2 separate regions of the Hordeum vulgare genome follow, and region 1 is linked to region 2. The links are chromatin contacts, called in public Hi-C maps. All regions are on one chromosome and are shown on one strand. Each heading gives the region's core, a stretch centred on a gene start, on an enhancer-like site or on the middle of the called end of the contact. The rest is flanking DNA. Distances are from core to core; before and after follow the strand shown.

Region 1 (5,402 bases), core at 2,055-4,554, 520 kb before region 2:
TGATTTTTTTCGTGCTTTCTCCTTTTTGGATTCTTTTATTTCTATTTATTTTTCTTCAACATATGTTACTTTATTTTAATACACATCGTACATTTTTAGTATATGTTAGGAATATTTTTTTGTTACAGGTTGAATATTTTTCAAATACATGATCTACATTTTTCGAATACATGGTGAGTATATTTTTTCAATGCATATCAAACATTTTGTATGGCTTAAAACCTTTTGTATATCTATCCAAACATTTTTTAAATTATATGAACAATTTTTTGAAACTCGTAAAAAATTATTTAGGATGTGATTTACCTTTTTAATGGTACTTAACATTTGTCATACTAATACGAACATTTCTTACATTGTATAAACAAGTTTCACAAAATTCACGTACATTTTCTGAAACACGTGACATTTTTGAAAATGATACAAATATATTTTTTCTGAATTATGTGAATATATTTTGACATGTGTATAAAAAATACTCCCTCCTTTCCAAAATAAATGTCGCAAATTTATAACTAAATTAATAAAAATTTTGTACTAAGTCAGCGACACTTATTTTGAGACGGAGAGAGTAGATAGGATAATTTTTTTTGAAGTAAGCGAAGATTTTATGAATGTCACGAATATTGTTTGTCAAATGCTACCAATACTCTTTACAAGCTATGTGGACTTTTTATACTTCATGTACCTTTTTAATAATTAATTAAATATATTTAAATATAATTAGTATCCATTTAAAAAATATAGATATTGTAATAAACTAAAAATATATATATGCACTAGGAGCCGATCGTTCCTCCAGCTATGGGCCCGCCCATCTAGACGGGCGCATGAGGCGAGGGCTTCCTCAGTCTCGCTAGAAGTGAGGCAAAGCCCCTCCGATGAATGTCAAACGAAGGCAGAAACGAAGCAAATCTCTTATGTGGTGGTGTTGGTAATATTGTTTTATGTGGGTTTCTTTCTGTAAAGTTTGCTTGATGTGTCATGTCTGGGCCTTTCTGATAGTTTCCGCATGTATGTGAACGTCCTACAAATCACAGTTGTCATCCATCTTGCCGAACGCTCGATCACCCATGACGCAAGCGCATCGTGACTGTTGTCTATGTTGACAGGCGTTGATCGACAGTTTCGTTAAGAGCCTACTGACCGTCCTCGTGCGGAGGGCTTTCAAATTAATTCTGTGCAATTAACTGCTGCGTAATAAATTAATTGATTATGTACATGCTTAATTATATACATATCAAATTAATGGGCAATTAAAAAATTGTAATCTGATTATATAATTATATACAGTCTGAATTAACTGCATGCATAATCAGTTTATTGCATTAATGAGACAGTTTGCAAATTGATCTGACCGAGAAATATATATATTTAAATGAACCTAATTAATTGCACATTTAGTTATTTTGCTACTCCCTCCGTCACGGTTTAGAAGGCACAGTTAAACTTGCGTGCGTTTTCAAAATAGACAAGATTTAAGGCGCGATAGCAATTACTTCTATTAGTTAGTACTAATACTACTCATGCATGCGTCCTCCCAATTTGCTGCTCACACATTAGTAATAGTATTTTCTCAGTTAATTAGGCGCATTAGCATTTACACCTGCTACATCTTACAACCAATCTATGACTAACTTGGTTCCAGAGATTTTTCAAACGTGTCTTCTAAACCGTGACGGAGGGAGTAACTAATTACATTTATGGTTTGATTTTCAAATAGATCTAAATGGTTACATGCATATTAGCCGAGTATATAAAATTTGACATAAAAAAACAAAAATATAGGTCATAAGAACATAAAATTTATATTTGATGTATATTTTATGCTATGTTTTTAAGTTTGTAACTTTACATAGCATGAAATATTTTTTACGGTAATTTTTTTTCTTATTTTATCTTTTTAGGTATGAAAAAAAAAATTGCGAACCGTAAAAATATGGTGCATTAATGGGAAAATAAATGGGGATGAAGAATAAATATTCCTCACCGAATGATACATCCTACCATCCAGGGCTAGTTACCACGCATGTTCCATATACTATCATGCGTTAGTTTATGTACTTATTTATCATTTTAATTACGTTTATATATTATATATATGAGTTTTCAAAGTGGGTTACATGAAAAAATACAAGTTAACCCATTGTTTTTATTATATTTGTGAAATACGTATATATTTGTACGTAAAAAAGAGCATACATAAAATATGATATATAGTGCAAAAAGTTATGTATATACTATCTTAAACATTATTATATACTCCCTCCGTCCCAAAATTCTTGTCTTATATTTGTTTAGATATGAATGTATCTAGTCATGTTTTACTATTTTGATACATCCATTTCTAGACAAACCTAAGACAAGATTTTTAAGACGAAGGGAGTACTACATAGTACACGTACATACACTCTGATTTGATAGATAGTACATACAACATACAAAATGCAAGTGATGGTATACAATATAGAAACTTTATTCATCACCCAGGATGCAGAATAGTTTTTTCTTCATCCGAGTTAATATAATAATCAATTTATATGTAAATTATATTAAAATAAAAATAGTTATATTTATATTAGATCATTAAGTAAAATTTGACAAAAAAAATATAGGTCACAAGACTAGGAAAAAATTATTATTTTTTTGCATTTTTGCACTTTTTTTTATGTTCGTAAATTTGCGTGACATAAAGTATTTTAATGTTGATTATAATTTTTAGGTCTCTTTTACGTATAAAATAAGACAAAATTTACGAAACATAAAATTACGGTGCGTTGATGTTAAAATAGAGAAGGATGAAGGATAACTATTTCCTCATCCAGGATGTGAATAGCGTGTATATATATAGAGACACACACATGAAAATATATTGAATGGTGATTTCAATGGTTTTTTTTTCTTTTTGCAATGAGTGATTTCAATGGTATTGATTTGGTATTGTGAATGTTAATAATTTTTTGTTTGGACTTGGTCAAAGTTTAAAAGTTTGACTTGAGACTAATATGCGAGGTGATTGAAAATGGAAGGACTATTATTTTGCGGGAATCTATTGATTAGTATTATGTGACTGGTTCAAAGAAAATAAAATGGAAAATCTCCACGGGAAGCAGGCGAAATGAAGCGATGATCTACTCACATCTGACTGCTGCCTACTTTAAACATCAATTTGGCTGGTCCTGAATCCTGATGTGGGGTTTACAATTTACAACCCCAACTCTTGGATTTTTCCCAGGTTTTGGCTGTTCCTTACCGTAGTTATTAGTACCTTTTTTCGTTAACTCAAACGGCACGTCGACGAACCCATCTCAACGATCTGGCTTTCGTCTTCTCCACGTGTGTTGAAAACGAGAAGATGAGCCAAATTGCCAGTTAAAAGAAGAGAACAAGGCGCCTTCCTGAAATTGTGTGCATCTCACCCGCAGTCTCGCACCCAAGCCTTGATCCTCCTCAATCCACACGGCACACGCCACGCGCCAGCACGCCCGGCGTCCTCGCACCGGTGACCCGTCACGGCCATGGGTTCACCGTTGAGCCAGCAGCCCACGCTGCTGGCGCTGTCGCTGCTCCTCCTGGCCCTCTACCTGGCGCGCCACGCCCTGCTCGGCAAGCGGCGGAAGTACCCGCCCGTGGCCGGCACCATGCTCCACCAGCTCTTCAACTTCGGCCGGCTGGCCGAGTACCAGACGGAGCTCTCCCAGAGGTACCGCACCTTCCGCATGCTCACCCCGACCTGCAACTACGTCTACACCGTGGAGCCCGCCAACGTGGAGTACATCCTCCGCACCAACTTCGCCAACTACGGCAAGGGCACCATGACCCACGACGTGCTGGAGGACCTCCTCGGCGACGGCATCTTCAACGTCGACGGCGCCATGTGGCGGCACCAGCGCAAGGTCGCGAGCTTCGAGTTCTCCACCCGGGTGCTCCGCGAGTACAGCAGCGGCGTGTTCCGCGACACGGCCGCCCAGCTCGCGGGCATCGTGGCCGCCGCCGCCGCCGCCGGGGAGAGGGCTGACATGCAGGACCTGTTCATGCGGTCGACGCTGGACTCGATCTTCACCATCGGGTTCGGGGTCAGCCTGGGCGCGCTCTCCGGGTCCAGCCAGGAGAGCGCGGCGTTCGCCAGGGCCTTCGACGACGCCAACGAGCAGGTGCTGTACAGGTTCTTCGACCCGCTCTGGAAGGCCAAGAGGCTGCTCAACGTCTCGTCGGAGGCCGCCATGAAGCGGTCGGTGCGCACCATCAACGACTTCGTGTACGCCGTCATCGACAAGAAGATGGAGCAGATGGGCAGAGATCAACAAGAATTCGTAAGCTTTTCCCTCTTGCAAACACTAAATTGCGCCGCCGCCTGGTAGGTGGCAGCAGCAAATCTGGCGTCGTGACATTTGCTGACTTGGCAGGCCAAGAAAGAGGACATCCTGTCGAGGTTCCTGCTGGAGAGGGAGAAAGACCCCGGCTGCTTCGACAACAAGTACCTCCGGGACATCATACTCAACTTCGTGATCGCCGGCCGCGACACGTCGGCGGGGACGCTGTCGTGGTTCCTCTACGTGCTGTGCAGCAAGCAGCGCATCCAGGACAAGATCGCGAGGGAGGTGCGGGAGGCCACCACCGGCGACCGGCACGTCGGCGCGCAAGAACTCACGGCGTGCCTCACAGAAGACGCCATCAGCAACATGCCGTACCTCCACGCCGCGCTGACGGAGACCCTCCGGCTGTACCCGGCTGTGCCCATCGTGAGTCAGCTCACCCGATCCCTACCCCTAGCGCATTATAAGTAATCTACTTCTGTGCTGTGTGGACCGGGCGTCACCATCAGTATGGTTTTGTTGGTGTAGGATGTCAAGTACTGCTTCTCGGATGACACGCTGCCGGACGGGCACGCCGTGAGGAAAGGGGACATGGTGAACTACCAGCCGTACCCGATGGGCAGGATGAAGTTCCTGTGGGGCGACGACGCCGAGGAGTTCAGGCCGGAGAGGTGGCTCGACGGCGACGGCGTGTTCGTCCCGGAGAGCCCCTACAAGTTCACGGCCTTCCAGGTGAGCACGCGTAACCAAATCATCACAGGACCAGACTACGACCTGAACCGTACAGAGCTATCCATATTCACGTGACGTTTACGTTTGTCGTGGTGTCTGGCATAGGCGGGGCCTCGGATCTGCTTGGGGAAGGAGTTTGCGTATAGGCAGATGAAGATATTTGCGGCAGTTCTTCTCTACCTCTTCAGGTTTGAGATGTGGGAGGGCGAGTCGACGGTGGGGTATCGCCCCATGCTCACGCTCAAAATGGATGGCCCGCTCAACGTTCGTGCGTCGCCCCGGCGAGCAAGCGGGTAGCGTGCTTGCTATCAAGATGTCCAATCTCGAAAGTTTGTGCATGTTTCGGTGTTCCAT
Region 2 (5,235 bases), core at 2,131-4,630:
AATCCGGCCAGGGAGCGTACAAACGGTGCACCGCAGGCATGCACCCAAACCCAAAAGATTCCAGGAAACGAAACGAGACGAAACGCATCGCTGAAACGAATCGGCATCCAAAGAACGACCATGGCCAAGACAAGAGCCATTCGAGCTACCACGAGGGCCGGCTCTGGCCCTAGGCAAACATGGGCGACGCCCAAGGGCCCATGTTCCGGAGGGGGCCATCACCGCATATGTGTAAGTATACTTCCGCTGTTATATGATCTGATAAAAGGTATCTGATTGGGAGAGAAAAATATCTGATCGGGACTTCGGGAGAGGAGAAGGCATCGATCCATCCATGCATGTTCGTTCGTCGCCTCGCCTTGGCCGCCTGCCTGCATCGCTGCGCCTGCGCATGCGCGGTTGCACCTCCGGCACTCCGACACGCATGTCCGACCCTCACGGAGAAAGAGGGAAACTGGTATATATGTATCTGCAGTTTGTATATACTTTCTGTAGTAGAGATCAGGCCTGGTGGAGAATTGAAGATCACCCAGCACTGCAGCACGTGATCAGGCCTGGTGATTAACAAATAACAATGCCTTGATCCATGCGCCCATTCGTTCAAGGTAATTTAAATACTGCATGTCTGCGCATATATTTACCTAGTGTCCTAGTCCTTTTAGATTAGTTGATCTCATACCCTGATTGATCTGATTATATTATTATCGATGAACTCATAAAAACTTGGTTCTTATTTGAGGTAATCAAACTAGCAGAGAATATTATTTGCTATATTTCACTACTCTATTTTTTTATCGTGCTATGACATAACTTAAACGTTTATCAATTATTTATAGATATATCTAAATAAGAATGTATGATTTGATTTAAACTTTAATATATTACATTTGTATATCTATAAATGTGTACACATTTATTTCCCTAAGGGCTTATTTTTGAACTTCGCCCCAGAACCCCGAAAAATATAGAGCCGGCCCACGAGCTCTCGCTTTACAGGGACCACGGCTCCAGCGCCTCTGCGGCGCAAACGGGTAAAAGGGTTCGGCATGGGCCAGCGGTGTCGGGCTCGTTGCAGACGGCAGAGTCACATGATAGGCGCGGCGACCCCTGAACCAACGCTGTTGCTGCAGACCTGCAGTGGGTAAATTGGTAAAAGAAAAGGCAGTATAGCGAGAGGCGGTCAATTTTGCGTAGGAAATGTTTTGGAATTTCCAGCCATTTCGAAACCCCATTGCGCCACCGAAATTCAAAACACGTCGAGCTGCAATCTTCGGGTTGATTTGACGCGTCCGGTCTGCATTTTTATGCGGGAATGCCATCTTCTTTATGATCGTCCTGACTCCCTGCAGAAGATGACAAATTCGAAGCGGTTGCGGGCTTAATGGTCCACGATTTAGAAGGTTTTTGTGGTACAATCCTCTTAATGCGGTCACTGTCAGGCTATCACGTCACTGATAAGTACTTATCAAGTAGGCCAGCAGCACCCCATTTTTTGCCATGTGGCACACATCGGTCATGCAATGTACAACTGTTTTTTTTTCGGGGATGCAATGTAGTAGTACTGTTTAATGTGCAAATCGGTGATACGTGGTACTGGTACAGTGCATAGACCTACCAACGAACCAATGCATTTTTCCTCAAAAAAAAAAAAAAACCAACCAATGCATCAGTTAATTCGTAAGATCAAATCACAAGTAACTTCATCGATAATGCAAGATAACTGCATCTAAAGATATGGAATGGAGTTCTTGGCATGTGGAATGCATCCCCAACAGGAACGAGCATAGCAAAATCAAACTCAATAAACTTGTACTAGTACTACTACGCAGCTACTGAAACTACCAAGGAAGGTTATCACAATCGCCCAAATGATCCAAACCAGGAAGAAGTATAACAACTTCGGACGAGCATTTCAATGGCTCTAGAACTCACAAGCGAGACCGAGGTGCATCACATCATGCGTGCCCAGAGGAAAACAAAACGAGCGCTCGATGTCGAACGCTTGGGCGGATCAGAGGAGTGACGCGCCGACGAGAGCGACAGAGGCCACCATGGCCGCAATGCTCATGCCCACCGCGGTCGCGCCGTTCTTGCTGTCGGCCTTGTCCGCCTCCTCGTCTCCCTCCCCATCCGGCGCGTCGGCGGGGGCATTGTCAGGGGAATCGGCCGGCGGCGCGGGTGGGGAATGCGCTGGCGACTTACCTTTGGGCTTCTTCTTGTCGTGCTTGGGAGAGGGCGCCGGCGCGGAGGAGGTTTCCGGTGCAGGGGCCGACGCTGGTGAATCGGCTGACGCTCCGGGTGCCGGCGACGGGGCGCCACCGAAGAGCTCCGGCGGCAGCAGCACGCTGTCCACCGTGTGCACGGTCACCGGTGTGTCGTCCAGCACCGTGGACGCGACGCGGGACTTGTCCATGCCGGTGTCCATGGACACGTCGTCGCCCTTGGCAACCACGGAGAGGTCGTACTTGCCCTTGCCGGTGGAGGCCAGGGTCGGGATGCCGCCCTTCATGGTCTTGAGCGACGCCTTGGGCGCGTACTGCGGCAAGGCGTGGTACTCCAGCAGCGCCACGAGGTCGGCGCTGGAGAGCTTGCTGAGATCCGGCAGGCCCTTGGCCTGGAACGCGTCGTCGTTGGGCGCGAAGAGGGTGAGCCCCTTGTCCATGGCCGCCTGGTACGTCTTGATGACCCCGGAGGAAACGATGAGGCGCGCGAAGTGCTTGCAGCCGGCCTTCTCGAGGAGCGCGGTGAGGTTGGTGGAGGCGGCGGAGGGGGAGCTGAAGAGGCCGGGGAAGGTGATGGGGTCGGAGACCTCGAGGACGGAGAGGTTGTAGGGCTCCTCCTTGATGGACTTGGTGTAGGTGGCCTGGAACTTGGAGCCGGGCTCGGCGGAGGCGAAGCCGACCTTGCCGCCGCGGAGGCTGGTGATGTTGACGTGGCCCATGTCCCCGGAGGCGTCGCCGGTGGTCTGGTAGAGCGTGGTGGTGAGCTCGGAGCCGCCGTGGAGCGAGTGCAGCTTCTTGGGGTCGTAGTAGTCGAGGAGGGTGAGGAGGCGCAGCGCGTTCTTGACGTCGGCGAGGGAGAGGTTGGCGACGAGGGAGGACATGGCGCCGTTGGTGAGGACGAGGGAGGTGACGGTGCTGCGGCTGTTGATCTCGTCGCACACCTTGGTCTGCGAGAGGTAGTTGTTGTAGAGCGAGTACTCGGAGTAGCCGTCGAGGATCTCCGTGATGTTGTGGCCGCGGGTGGCGGCGACGGCGGCGAGGGACACGGCCAGGAGGACGAGGAGGCGGCGGCCGGCGGCCATCGCGGTGGTTGTGTGGGGAAACGCCGAAACGGGACGGGAGAGGTGTAACGCGTGCGTGGGTGGGGGTTTTAGCTTTCGTGCGCGGTGCGCCTGGGTTTTTGGCGTGTTGGGGTTGGGTTGAGGCCAGGCTGGGTTGGGTTACATTTCACCATGGTTAGGTTCCGGGTTGGGTGTGGGGCACTCATGTCTGAGCGGGTGCCAGCGCCTTGAGAGCTGTGATGATTTTCTGCGGTGGGGGTGACCGAAGACACCTTTGCTTCTGCCTCACGATTGGCCCCGTCTTCTGAAATTTGTTTACCACTTCCAAAATAGAAAATGTTGTTGTTTACAAAACAATCTGTATGTTTTTCATTTATTTTAGCACATGGATATGGTTTCTAAAAGTGAAATTTTCAGAATTTTTCCTCCATACACCTTGGACTGTTTTTGAAGGGTGCACACACGATACATCTATACTACTATTAAACAATCGAACAAAAATTACACTACACCCACCCCATCAAATGCCCCACACAAAAAAAACCAATCAGCACCCCACGATTAATCCCACAGATCTTAATCTAACATCCCTCGTTAATCCACCGTCTGCTGGGTGTACTTAGCAATTACAATTGGCTGAACATACTCCACCAACGAAACTCTCCCTCCCCGTCCGCCTCCTCCTCCCCCTCGTCGTCCGCCTCCCCCTCACCCCGATCTGGAACTGCTCCCGCAAGCCCTCGCCCCGCTCACCCCGATCGCCCGCCGCTCCTACTCGCCCCCGCTCGCCCAGCTGTCGCGACCCCTCCCCCCGCTCCCCGCCCCCGAGCCGCCCTCCTTTCCCGACCCGCCGCTGCGACCCTCCTCTCCCGTCACCGAGTACCGCCACCGTTGGCCCCGCGCCGCCGCCGCCCTCCTCTCCCGCCCTGCCATCGCCGCCCTGCGCTTCCGCTCGCCCCGCGCCGCTCCCCGCGCCCCGCTGCGCCGCACCCCGCTCTCCCCGCCCCGCGCCGCGCCCCGCTTGGCCGCCGCCGCCCCCGTGCCGCTCCCCGCTCGCCCCGCTCGACCATCCAGGTGCCTTTGTTTCTTGCCTTTCTTAAAAAAAATTATTTAATTAGCAGTGTTCTTAATATCTTGTATCATATACTTGTTGGGGAACGTCGCACGGGAAACAAAAAATTTCTTACGCGCACGAAGACCTATCATGGTGATGTCCATCTACGAGAGGGGATGAGTGATCTACGTACCCTTGTAGACCGTACAGCAGAAGCGTTAGAGAACGAGGTTGATGTAGTGGAACGTCCTCACGTCCCTCGATCCGCCCCGCGAACAATCCCGCGATCAGTCCCACGATCTAGTACCGAACGGACGGCACCTCCGCGTTCAGCACACGTACAGCTCGACGATGATCTCGGCCTTCTTGATCCAGCAAGAGAGACGGAGAGGTAGAAGAGTTCTCCGGCAGCGTGACGGCGCTCCGGAGGTTGGGTGATGACCTTGTCTCAGCAGGGCTCCGCCCGAGCTCCGCAGAAACGCGACCTAGAGGAAAAACCGTGGAGGTATGTGGTCGGGCTGCCGTGGAAAAGTCGTCTCAAATCAGCCCTAAAACCTCCGTATATATAGGTGGGAGGGAGGGGGCCTTGCCTTGGGGTCCAAGGACCCTCAAGGGGGTCGGCCGAGCCAAGGGGGAGGACTCTCCCCCCCCCCCAAACCGAGTTGGACTAGGTTTGGTGGGAGGGAGTCCCCCTCCCTTCCCACCTCCTCCTTTTTTTTTCCTCTTGATTTTTCTTCTCTTGGCGCATAGAGCACTTGTGGGATGTCCCACCAGCCCACTAAGGGCTGGTGTGTCTCCCCCAAGGCCTATGGGCTTCCCCGGGGTGGGTTGCCCCCCCGGTGAACTCCCGGAACCCATTCGTCATTCCCGGTACATTTCCGGTAACTCCAAAAACCTT

Evidence for each region. Hi-C and Micro-C count contacts between places; a contact is called where the count stands out from the background.
Region 1: a Hi-C map of leaf shows a contact between it and region 2, with 3 times the contacts expected there. The contact joins the promoter of LOC123430633 here to the promoter of LOC123427450 in region 2. A contact is called at or near these places in 2 of 6 Hi-C or Micro-C datasets (leaf and seedling) and 1 of 1 datasets of contacts at active chromatin or transcription factors (embryo).

The regions. Positions count from the first base shown.
Region 1 is chr2H:583,975,486-583,980,887 of MorexV3_pseudomolecules_assembly, reverse strand. LOC123430633 (cytochrome P450 704C1-like) reads left to right here and starts at 3,304. Exons shown (of 4, transcript XM_045114487.1): 1 at 3,304-4,313; 2 at 4,407-4,742; 3 at 4,845-5,048; 4 at 5,154-5,402. The coding sequence starts at 3,519. The coding sequence ends at 5,345.
Region 2 is chr2H:583,454,888-583,460,122 of MorexV3_pseudomolecules_assembly, reverse strand. It overlaps LOC123427450 (fasciclin-like arabinogalactan protein 10), which reads right to left and starts at 3,380. Exons shown (of 1, transcript XM_045111502.1): 1 at 1,785-3,380. The coding sequence starts at 3,304. The coding sequence ends at 2,012.